Regions from separate parts of the Zea mays genome. Here all the other regions are linked to region 1. The links are chromatin contacts, called in public Hi-C maps. All regions are on one chromosome and are shown on one strand. The core of a region is the stretch at or near the end of the contact, and the rest is flanking DNA. Distances in the headings are between cores, read along the strand shown. Region 1 overlaps LOC103647359 (mediator of RNA polymerase II transcription subunit 25). Region 2 holds the start of LOC100283667. Region 3 has its middle 16 kb from the start of LOC100283667.

The links. Hi-C and Micro-C count contacts between places; a contact is called where the count stands out from the background.
Region 2: a contact with region 1 is called in a Hi-C map of ear, with 2.3 times the contacts expected there. The contact joins the promoter of LOC100283667 here to the enhancer-like site in region 1. A contact is called at or near these places in 2 of 25 Hi-C or Micro-C datasets (ear and leaf).
Region 3: a contact with region 1 is called in a Hi-C map of tassel, with 3 times the contacts expected there. The contact joins two enhancer-like sites. A contact is called at or near these places in 3 of 25 Hi-C or Micro-C datasets (ear, leaf and tassel).

What each region holds. Positions count from the first base shown.
Region 1 is chr2:178,589,452-178,592,278 of Zm-B73-REFERENCE-NAM-5.0, forward strand. It overlaps LOC103647359 (mediator of RNA polymerase II transcription subunit 25), which reads right to left. Exons shown (of 15, transcript XM_008671901.3): 13 at 2,755-2,827; 14 at 2,000-2,086; 15 at 947-1,926. The coding sequence ends at 1,267. Among protein-coding and RNA genes, the nearest start is that of LOC103647359, 13 kb to the right of the region's middle. Within about 2 kb of position 1,395, at least 3 of the 20 cell types and tissues checked have an H3K27ac peak or open chromatin away from gene starts, as enhancers often do. A contact at or near this core is called in ear and tassel, where this site is marked.
Region 2 is chr2:178,334,321-178,337,147 of Zm-B73-REFERENCE-NAM-5.0, forward strand. It overlaps LOC100283667, which reads right to left and starts at 1,456. Exons shown (of 2, transcript NM_001369890.1): 1 at 724-1,456; 2 at 1-652. The coding sequence starts at 1,335. The coding sequence ends at 125.
Region 3 is chr2:178,350,511-178,353,337 of Zm-B73-REFERENCE-NAM-5.0, forward strand. No RefSeq gene overlaps it. Among protein-coding and RNA genes, the nearest start is that of LOC100283667, 16 kb to the left of the region's middle. Within about 2 kb of position 1,456, at least 4 of the 20 cell types and tissues checked have an H3K27ac peak or open chromatin away from gene starts, as enhancers often do. A contact at or near this core is called in tassel, where this site is marked.

The sequences.
Region 1 (2,827 bases), core at 145-2,644:
ATGATGAGAAGCTCCTGAGTCTAAGAGCCACTCAGTCGACTGAGGTAGAGAAGGCACTGATGAAATCTGAGACGGCACTGGTTGCGCAACTAAGGCGTGAGCGAGGGTCTCTTTGTGGTGGTCTTTCACCATCTTCCTTTTGATTGGCCTATATCTTAGAATCCGGTCTTTCGCTGTTCCCACAGTCCCTTAGTCACGTACCGGCTGTCGGTCTATCTCATATTCGCAGAAGAAGGAACTTGTCATTACTGTGTCAACATTAGTGGGTCTGGCGCTCGGTTTCCCTCTCTGAAACCTCTCTAGTGACCGTCGGTCTCTGTCTTCAATGGCCCAACGACCCTAACCCTTGAACAGGATCGATCTAACGCTCCTGTAAGCATGAACAGTGTAGCATATGGTCTTATGCCCTTGTCGATGTTTTTCCTCCTGTGCCAGCTAGGGTTAGTTATAGTCCAATATATGCTCAAAGTGTTCTCTTAGTTTTTTATGATCTTTGTGTTCAATTCGGATGCATCTACATATTCTTATAAAAGGTCTTCAACACGTTTTTCAATGTCTTGCTTGAGGTTTTGATCATTTATACCACCAATTTATCTTCATTCAAATACACTTTGCATCCTTTAAACTATATCTATAAATACTAATAAATAATGTTACTTAAAATACTAGCAAGCAATATTAGTTCAAATGATTATGTTAATCATCAAATACTAAAATTTATGCATCAGTCTATTTTACTTACATTCCTATTGCAACAAACAATTTTGCTAATATTGACTAAACGACGAATTAAATGATTGTTTAGCTTATTTAATCATGCTAATATTGAATAAAGTATGAATTAAATGGTTGTTTAGCTTATTTAATCATGTTTAGCTCGATTCAATGTAAATCGTTTAGACAGTTTAAACTGCTTAAATGATTCAACTACCTATTTAACGTACCATTTAAACCCTAAACAACACAGGTCACTTATTTTACTGTAGTTTAAATAATAATTCTGTTATACCTAATAGTTTACGGCTAGTACAACAATGCCATAAAGTCACTCAAGATTACGAGTACACCACCATATCATAAAGTATGCACCTATGCATGGACATCTGGCATTTACCTATCGGTGACAGGGATGCTTAAGTTTTCAGATTAAGTTTTAGCAACACTCCCCGAGTGACTATTCCCTAACCCTGTCAAATGAAGTTGACATCTCAACACTTGGGTCAGTGTAAACCCTCAATTCATCTGATGCCTGCTGATAAAAGGTGCTTAAGGTAGGAAGCCTCCCCCAGGCATGCTGCCCGGCCCCTGTGGCGTAATCTTCCCTTGCATCATCTGCACTGCCCGATTGTGCCCCTGCATGAACTGCTGCCCCATTCCTGTACCCACCATCTGGGGTTGCTGCTGCTGTTGAGGCTGCATCTGTTGCTGCTGCTGCTGCATTTGCTGCATCTGTTGCTGTTGAGGCTGCATCTGTTGCTGCTGCTGCTGCATTTGCTGCATCTGTTGCTGTTGAGGCTGCATCTGTTGCTGCTGCTGCTGCTGCATTTGCTGCATCTGTTGCTGCTGAGGCTGTATCTGTTGTTGTTGTTGTTGTTGTTGCTGCTGCTGCTGCTGCATTTGCTGCATCTGTTGCTGTTGATGCTGCATCTGTTGCTGTTGATGCTGCATTTGCTGCTGCATTGGCTGCATCTGCTGCTGCATCGATTGCATCTGCTGCTGCATCTGCGAAGGTTGCTGCTGCTGCATCGGTTGCATCTGCGGCTGCTGTTGCTGGAGTTGCATCTGTGATTGCTGAAGTGGGAGGCCTTGCGGCTGCATATGCATGTGTTGTTGCAGCTGCTGCTGCTGCTGTTGAAATTGCTGTAGCTGCTGTTGCTGCATTGGTGTCTGCTGAGTTGAGGCCTGCGGTTTGAACACCACCATGTCCTGGGAAAAGGTCATTTAGTAAATGCAGATAATTATGCAGAACATTAATTAATTTAACTACAATCAAGATTACCCCAGGGAAGAGCATGCCAATCAAACGACCTGCTTTGTCAGCCATCGACAGCAACAGAGTTTGCGATGGTAACTGTATCACAGCACACTGAAACCAGGACCAATTGGATATTAGAACTGTATAAAGTAACTGACAGAAAACTAAGTGTATGAAACGACAGTAGATGAACCGCAGCAAAATAACAAAATTACTGGTTAGTTGTCCGTGCGTTGCTACGGTTTTTATATATCATAAAGATAAATCTTATTTAAATAAGATATTTATTCAAACACGGTCTAAACCGGATGTGTGGTGAGATGAGATGAAGTTTTTTCTCTCGCTTTTTTCCACGCTCACGAGATCAGAGATAGTGAGAAAGAAGGTATTGTACTATAGATAGCCAAATAGGTCGTGTCTAGCAGACTGACCCAAGGCACGGCCCATTTAACAGTACCGCGGCCCGACCTGAGAACCATGTCGTGCCTGAGCCACCGTCTCAGTCTATAGTGCCGGCCCGGTCCGACGTGGCATGATTATATTTTTTTAAATTTAAATGTATTAGTATGTATATATATTTACAATATTTATCCTCTGTGTAACACAATATTTAGAATATCTATAGAAGAGGGCCACGGTTCGAGCGCTAGTATGCTCTCTTTTTTCTTATTTTTTTTCCCGTGGGAGAGCGCTGCGCCGCGCTGAGGGAGACCCAATGCACAACGATTTTCCCACTTAAATACAGTAGAGACTAAAAAGAAATAGACTCAGGCACTGACCAGCTTCTTCTCTTGTAGTTGTACAAGAAACCCATGGTGATTTAAAGTCCGAAAAACTAGAAAGTCTGCCTTG
Region 2 (2,827 bases), core at 206-2,705, 260 kb before region 1:
ACAGCGCGATCGGCTAAGAGATGCATGAGCAGCACATTAGAACTACTTATGTCCATCGGTGGAGTACTAGAGTAGCTAGCATACTATAGTACCACATCGATCTAATTAATGAAGAAGCAAGCCTCTAGACGACGGCCATGTCGCTGGGTTCTTCGCTGGCGCCGTTGGCGTTGTCGTCGTCGAAAGTCTGCAGGTCGCCATCATCGTCGTCCTCCTCCTCCTCCTCGTCCTCGACGGCGACGGACTCGACGACGCGCGGCGCGTGGCCGCCGCCGAAGGATCGGACGTGGTCCTTGAGCGACCGCTTGTGCTTGAAGTCGGAGCCGCAGGCGCAGAACCAGAGCCTGCCGCAGTTCTTCTCGTGCGTGCGCCAGTCGCCGCGCACGGCGAAGCGCTTGCCGCAGCGGCGGCACGCGTAGGGCCGGGCGCCGTGCTTGCGCCGGTAGTGCGTCTGCAGCGTGCGGAAGTCCTTGAGCGGCCGCGCCCGCGGGTGCTCGATGTTGTTCCGGCACCCCTCCGCGCAGCAGTAGCACGGCAGGCGCGTCAGCGACGACGACGACGACGCCGCCGCCGTGCCCACCGTGATAATGGCGCCGCGTAGCAGGGACTCGGAGCCCTTGCGGTACTGCGAACCGTGGCCCCACATGTGCATCTGCGTGGTCGTTGGTTGGTTGTGTTAGTTATCGCATTAATTAGGGCAACGTACGTACGTATGCAGTTTACCTGCATGTTGTTGAAGCGGTTGAAGGTCTTGTTGCAGACGGCGCAGGAGAACTGCGTGGAGCCTACCAGGATCTCGGAGGCGGAGGGGATCCAGTACTGGCTGGTGGGCACCTCCGGCGTCGTCACGGTCGACGGGGCAGCGAAGCCACGGCCACCACAGGAAGCTGCGTCGTTGTTGCTGCGCGGCGGGGCTATGGACAGCGATATGCTCACATCGGGCTCCTCCTGCTGCTGGTGCTCGTGGTGGAACAGGAAGCAGCTACTGTGGCTGCTGCTCCCTGCAGATCCGCCGCCATTGTAATGGCTTTGGTGGGTGAGGCAAAAAGGGTAAGAAGAAGCGGAGGAGGCGGCCATGGAGGTGGTGCTGGTGCTGGTGCTGCTGGTGGTGGCGCAGATGGTGGGAGGAGACGAGCACGCCGAGGAAGCAGCGGCGGCGACGCTGTGGTGGTGGTGGCCGGGAGGCCACAGGGAGAGGAGCAGCATGGACTGATGGTCGTCCTCCTCCTCGGCATCATGGCAGTGGCCGTAGTGCTTGGTGGTGGGGGCAACGGCGGCGGCATGGTGCTGGTACGGGTGAGCGTACGGGTGCATGGCTCTGTAGTAGCTGTGCATGGCGACCAGAAAATTCAGTGAAGAGAGGCTTGAGGGGATGGGAGCGGAGCAACAAGTGTTGGAGGAAGAGCTAGAGAGCTGGCCGGCCGGTGTGTGTGATTGGTGGTGGTCTGCTGATGGTGGGGGGAGGGAGAGAGAGAGCTAGGCTCTGCTTTATATAGCTAGTGACGAGCAGGGAGAGAGTGCTTGTATTGTGAATGATTGGTAGTGTAGTGGAGTGAGGCAGCGGGGGTGCCTGCACGTGCAATGACATAGGTACGTTGAGTACATATATACCCTACCATATATACATCTAGCTAGGGGTTTTTTTTTCTTACAACATTGTGATACATGCATGTAGTTAGAATCAAGTACTTGTTTGTATATATCCATGAAACAACAAACTCTTCCACGCAAGCAATCGCATGTGTGTACAGAGGTTGCAACAATGTTTATTTTTTGGACGAGCATTATAATTTGTTTGCTTAAGCAATTCGTCTATAATATTATAAGTGCTTGATTTTGTTTATTATTGTTTAAGCAAAAGCAACATGTATTTTTTATTGTTTAAATATAGAATAAAAAAATCATATATTGTCGCTTGCGAGTTGTTCTTTTAGTTGTGTACTCCCTACGCCCTAATTAATATATAAGAGCATCTCCAAGACTCTTTATATATCTTTACTGATTTAAACATTATAGATTTTAATGAGTAAAAAAACCATCTAACAGCCTCTTCAATTAGATATGCAAATATAGACACACCCTCTCTATTCTGGAATTTTTTTCTCGCTAGTCAAATACGAAGAAGAACGAGGATAGCTCTCTAGACTACGGACAAGATATAGAAAAACTGTTGGAAGAGTTAAAGGTATAGAAAACGATCTTTGCTAAAACGGCTCTCTCTGTTTCCTCAATGCTCACTCCACACACCGTACCTCAAGACTCCTTGATCTCTCAAATTTTGCAGGCTGTACCTGTATATATGTATGTTTGTTTAATTGTTTAGGACACTTGTAACCATATATATGAGCCGAGTACATACGCGTGGACGTGGTACGGTTTGACACAACACAACAAGGAAAGGGGGCTGCAGCCTGCAGGCACCGGAGGTGTAGCGGTAATTTTGCAGGAGATAGGGCTTGGAGGCATTAGGGCAGGAGGGGACATTGGACCGCCATATATAAACACTAGAGCGATAGTCTAGGAGATGCAGCGGCACGCAACGCATGCATGGGACCATCTGCATGCCCCTCACCTCAGCTCAGATCAGATCAGATGGGTCTTGGGCCCCCCACGCGCACACGACTTCCGAGGGTGTACGACACAGTCGCGCATCACCACGCCCGGCGCCCCCTTCGGCATCTCTCGGCACGGCAGGCACGCAGATGCTTTTCTTTTTCAATGTTTCACCTCGTCTTTTTTTTTCCCTGGGTCGTTCATTATTTCGCTCCGCGTATAGCAAAAATTACTATGTTACGCGCCGCACCCGGAGCCTTTCAATTGGATCCGT
Region 3 (2,827 bases), core at 206-2,705, 240 kb before region 1:
GCGTACGTCCCCGAACTTGAAATGCTGTGTCGTCACTTAAAATCATACATGTGTGATAGTAGAGGCTCTATAACATGCTTATTAGGCTAGCTAGACCATGCTTATGTGCTTGCTCTAGGTTTAGGCTTAGTGTTTAGTGAAGTTCGATCGCATACCTCTTATCGGTTGGTAGTCCGATTGGGAGTTTATTTGGTCTTTGTGAAGGGATCTAACTAGGACTAGAGGGCACGCACAGGGCTATCTCTAAATGCTTTAAAAATGATTTAACTGTAGAATTTTTTTTTTCTAAACGGTCTAGAAAGTTCCCAAAATATTCTAGTTGATATCTAAACACGTCTTTGAACAGCTTTTGCAATAGAGAACATATATATTAGGCAACTAGCTAGCATGAATGCATTCAGCATAATGTATGCTGTGTTGATGTTGGTTTACATATTATTATATCTTTTCCGTGAAATGTTTCTGAAACATGGTAATGCATTTTATGGAATGTCATCTGAACGCATGCAGAGACATTTTATGTGTGATTTAGAAACCTTACCAAGTGTTTACCATAAATTTGTTAACTAAATTTAAAAAGGGTGCAAAAATCGTATTCAAACCCACTTCAAACTTCAAAGCATTGGAGGTTGAATGGATGATGTGTCCAGATGATAATTAAGCTGCTTGTTACATACTGGGCCGCTTCATGGACTGAGCAGGCCCGTCGGTTCATGGACTGAGAGGGCTCGGGCTGGTCCTAGTTTATATCCGTATAAGTTTAATTATAGAGTCTATTGTTGGCCCTAACTTTTTATCATATCATCTATAGCTAATAATAAAATATTTATATAATAAAGTTGACTCTAATGTTAGCTCTTAGATGAATCCTTTGTCTCTTTCTCTTTCATCCTTCTGTCTTGAAGCACGTGTATCATCTAGCGCTCTTGCATAAGAGCTAACTCTCTCTATTTTTTTATGTCTCTCTTTTCTAAAAAAACAAAAATGTCATGTAAACAGGTTTATAGCTCATTATTGTACTTGCTCTAAGGAGAAGTTTTATAGTAATACGATCATCAATTGCTGCGTACATTCAAGGCCTTCGGCGCCGTGAAAGGGATGTGATACGTATACCGTATACGCAATGATCGATGCATGCCAACACACACACATGCATGACACATGCAGAGAGAGAGAGAGAGAGAGAGAGAGAGATTAATAACGTACTGCATGCATCAAGAGGTAGCAGGCATTCATCATTCATTATTCAGATCTCAGAACCCTTATTTTTAGTCTCGTCCTGGATACCAATAAGCCGGGCTCGTCAGGTCAGGACTAGGAAACAGGAGTACACATTTACTAATCATTGACTCAAGCTGCATGCGGCGTGTGTATGGATCGATCTCGGCTACATCCATCGACATGCACGCGTGCTTGCAAAATGAAACCTGAGCGCGCGCGGGCCATGCATGCATTCATGTCGTCAAGCTTGCATCATTTCGATCCGGTCGTCGGAAACTATGGAGCATGCTGCATGCGTGCGTGCTTCATCAACTGTTTCCAGATCCAAGGGCGACAAATTCCTTACGTACCTGAAAATGACGTGCATATTTAGTGTTAGCGTCACCATACCGCCTAACGGTCCCCTCTGTGGCTGTGCGGACAGTCCGCGGCTCTGTATCGGACAGTTAGGGATCTTGCAGCAGGGGCGGCTCCTTCCCTACTTCGCTCCGGACGGTCCACGCTCTCAGTTCGGCCGGAACGTCGGCAATGACGTAAGGTGTAATCCTCCTCGCAGGGGGAGATCTTAGGGTGCTCTGGATCGACAAGTCACCTGGGGCGTCTCCAGATGACATAGAGTCGCCTTGGAATTAAGAAATCTTGTCGAGCAAGAGATCTTATGTGAAGTGGATCTTGCTCCATAGGATGCGTAAGATCCCAAGGTTGTCCCAAGACGACGTAGACTCGCCTAGGGCATTCGATTTAATTTTCACTCAGAGGATCAGATCTTGAATGAAGTAGATCTTGCCTCTAGTGATGGGTAAGATCTCAGGGTCATCTTGGGGTCGACAGGCCACCCAAGACGGATCTATACGACGTAGAGTCGAATAGGAATAGAGGTGGATATGCGGAAAGCTACAACTAAAGCTACGTTACATCTACTCATAGGGAAGGAATGATAAAGAAAGATAAATAAAGTAGATTGGTTCGATTGAAATGAGTCAGAAATCTAGGTATTCTCAGTTTTAATTTAATCCAGAAAAAATAATGTGATATATGTGATGACATGTATGTGCATGTGTGTATAACTACTCGCATAAGCAGTAAACAACAATAAAACATGCACAAATACGAAGAACAGAAAGTACCCTGCAGAGGAACCGATGCTCAAGGTATCAGTGGCTCCATTCACACAAGACATCTTGTGTGTATGTTTGATATAGCCGTACAAAGTCGATGCAGAAAGATGTACGCAGTGCAGTCCCTCGAACGGTCATCGAAAGAAGAACAACAACACACATCGCTCGGGGCAGACAACGAAGAACAGGATGTTGACGAAGCAGCGCTGGGTCGAACAGATCACGCGAGCAGTCGTGAATATATACGCCCCCAAAAATCTGATCGCCCGCACACCTGTGCAAGTATATCTTTACGGATGGCAATTTCGGAGGCCTGCTCTCACACTCTCTGTGCTCGCAGAATATGGGACGCAGACGTGTCGTTTGCAACGTGTGTGAGAGATCGCGTGTACCTGGAAGAGTCCTCCATCTCCATTCTTATAGGTAGTTAGAAGGAGGGAGAAGGACAACGGACAGATACGGTCGTGCCATTAGAACTGGAAACCGAC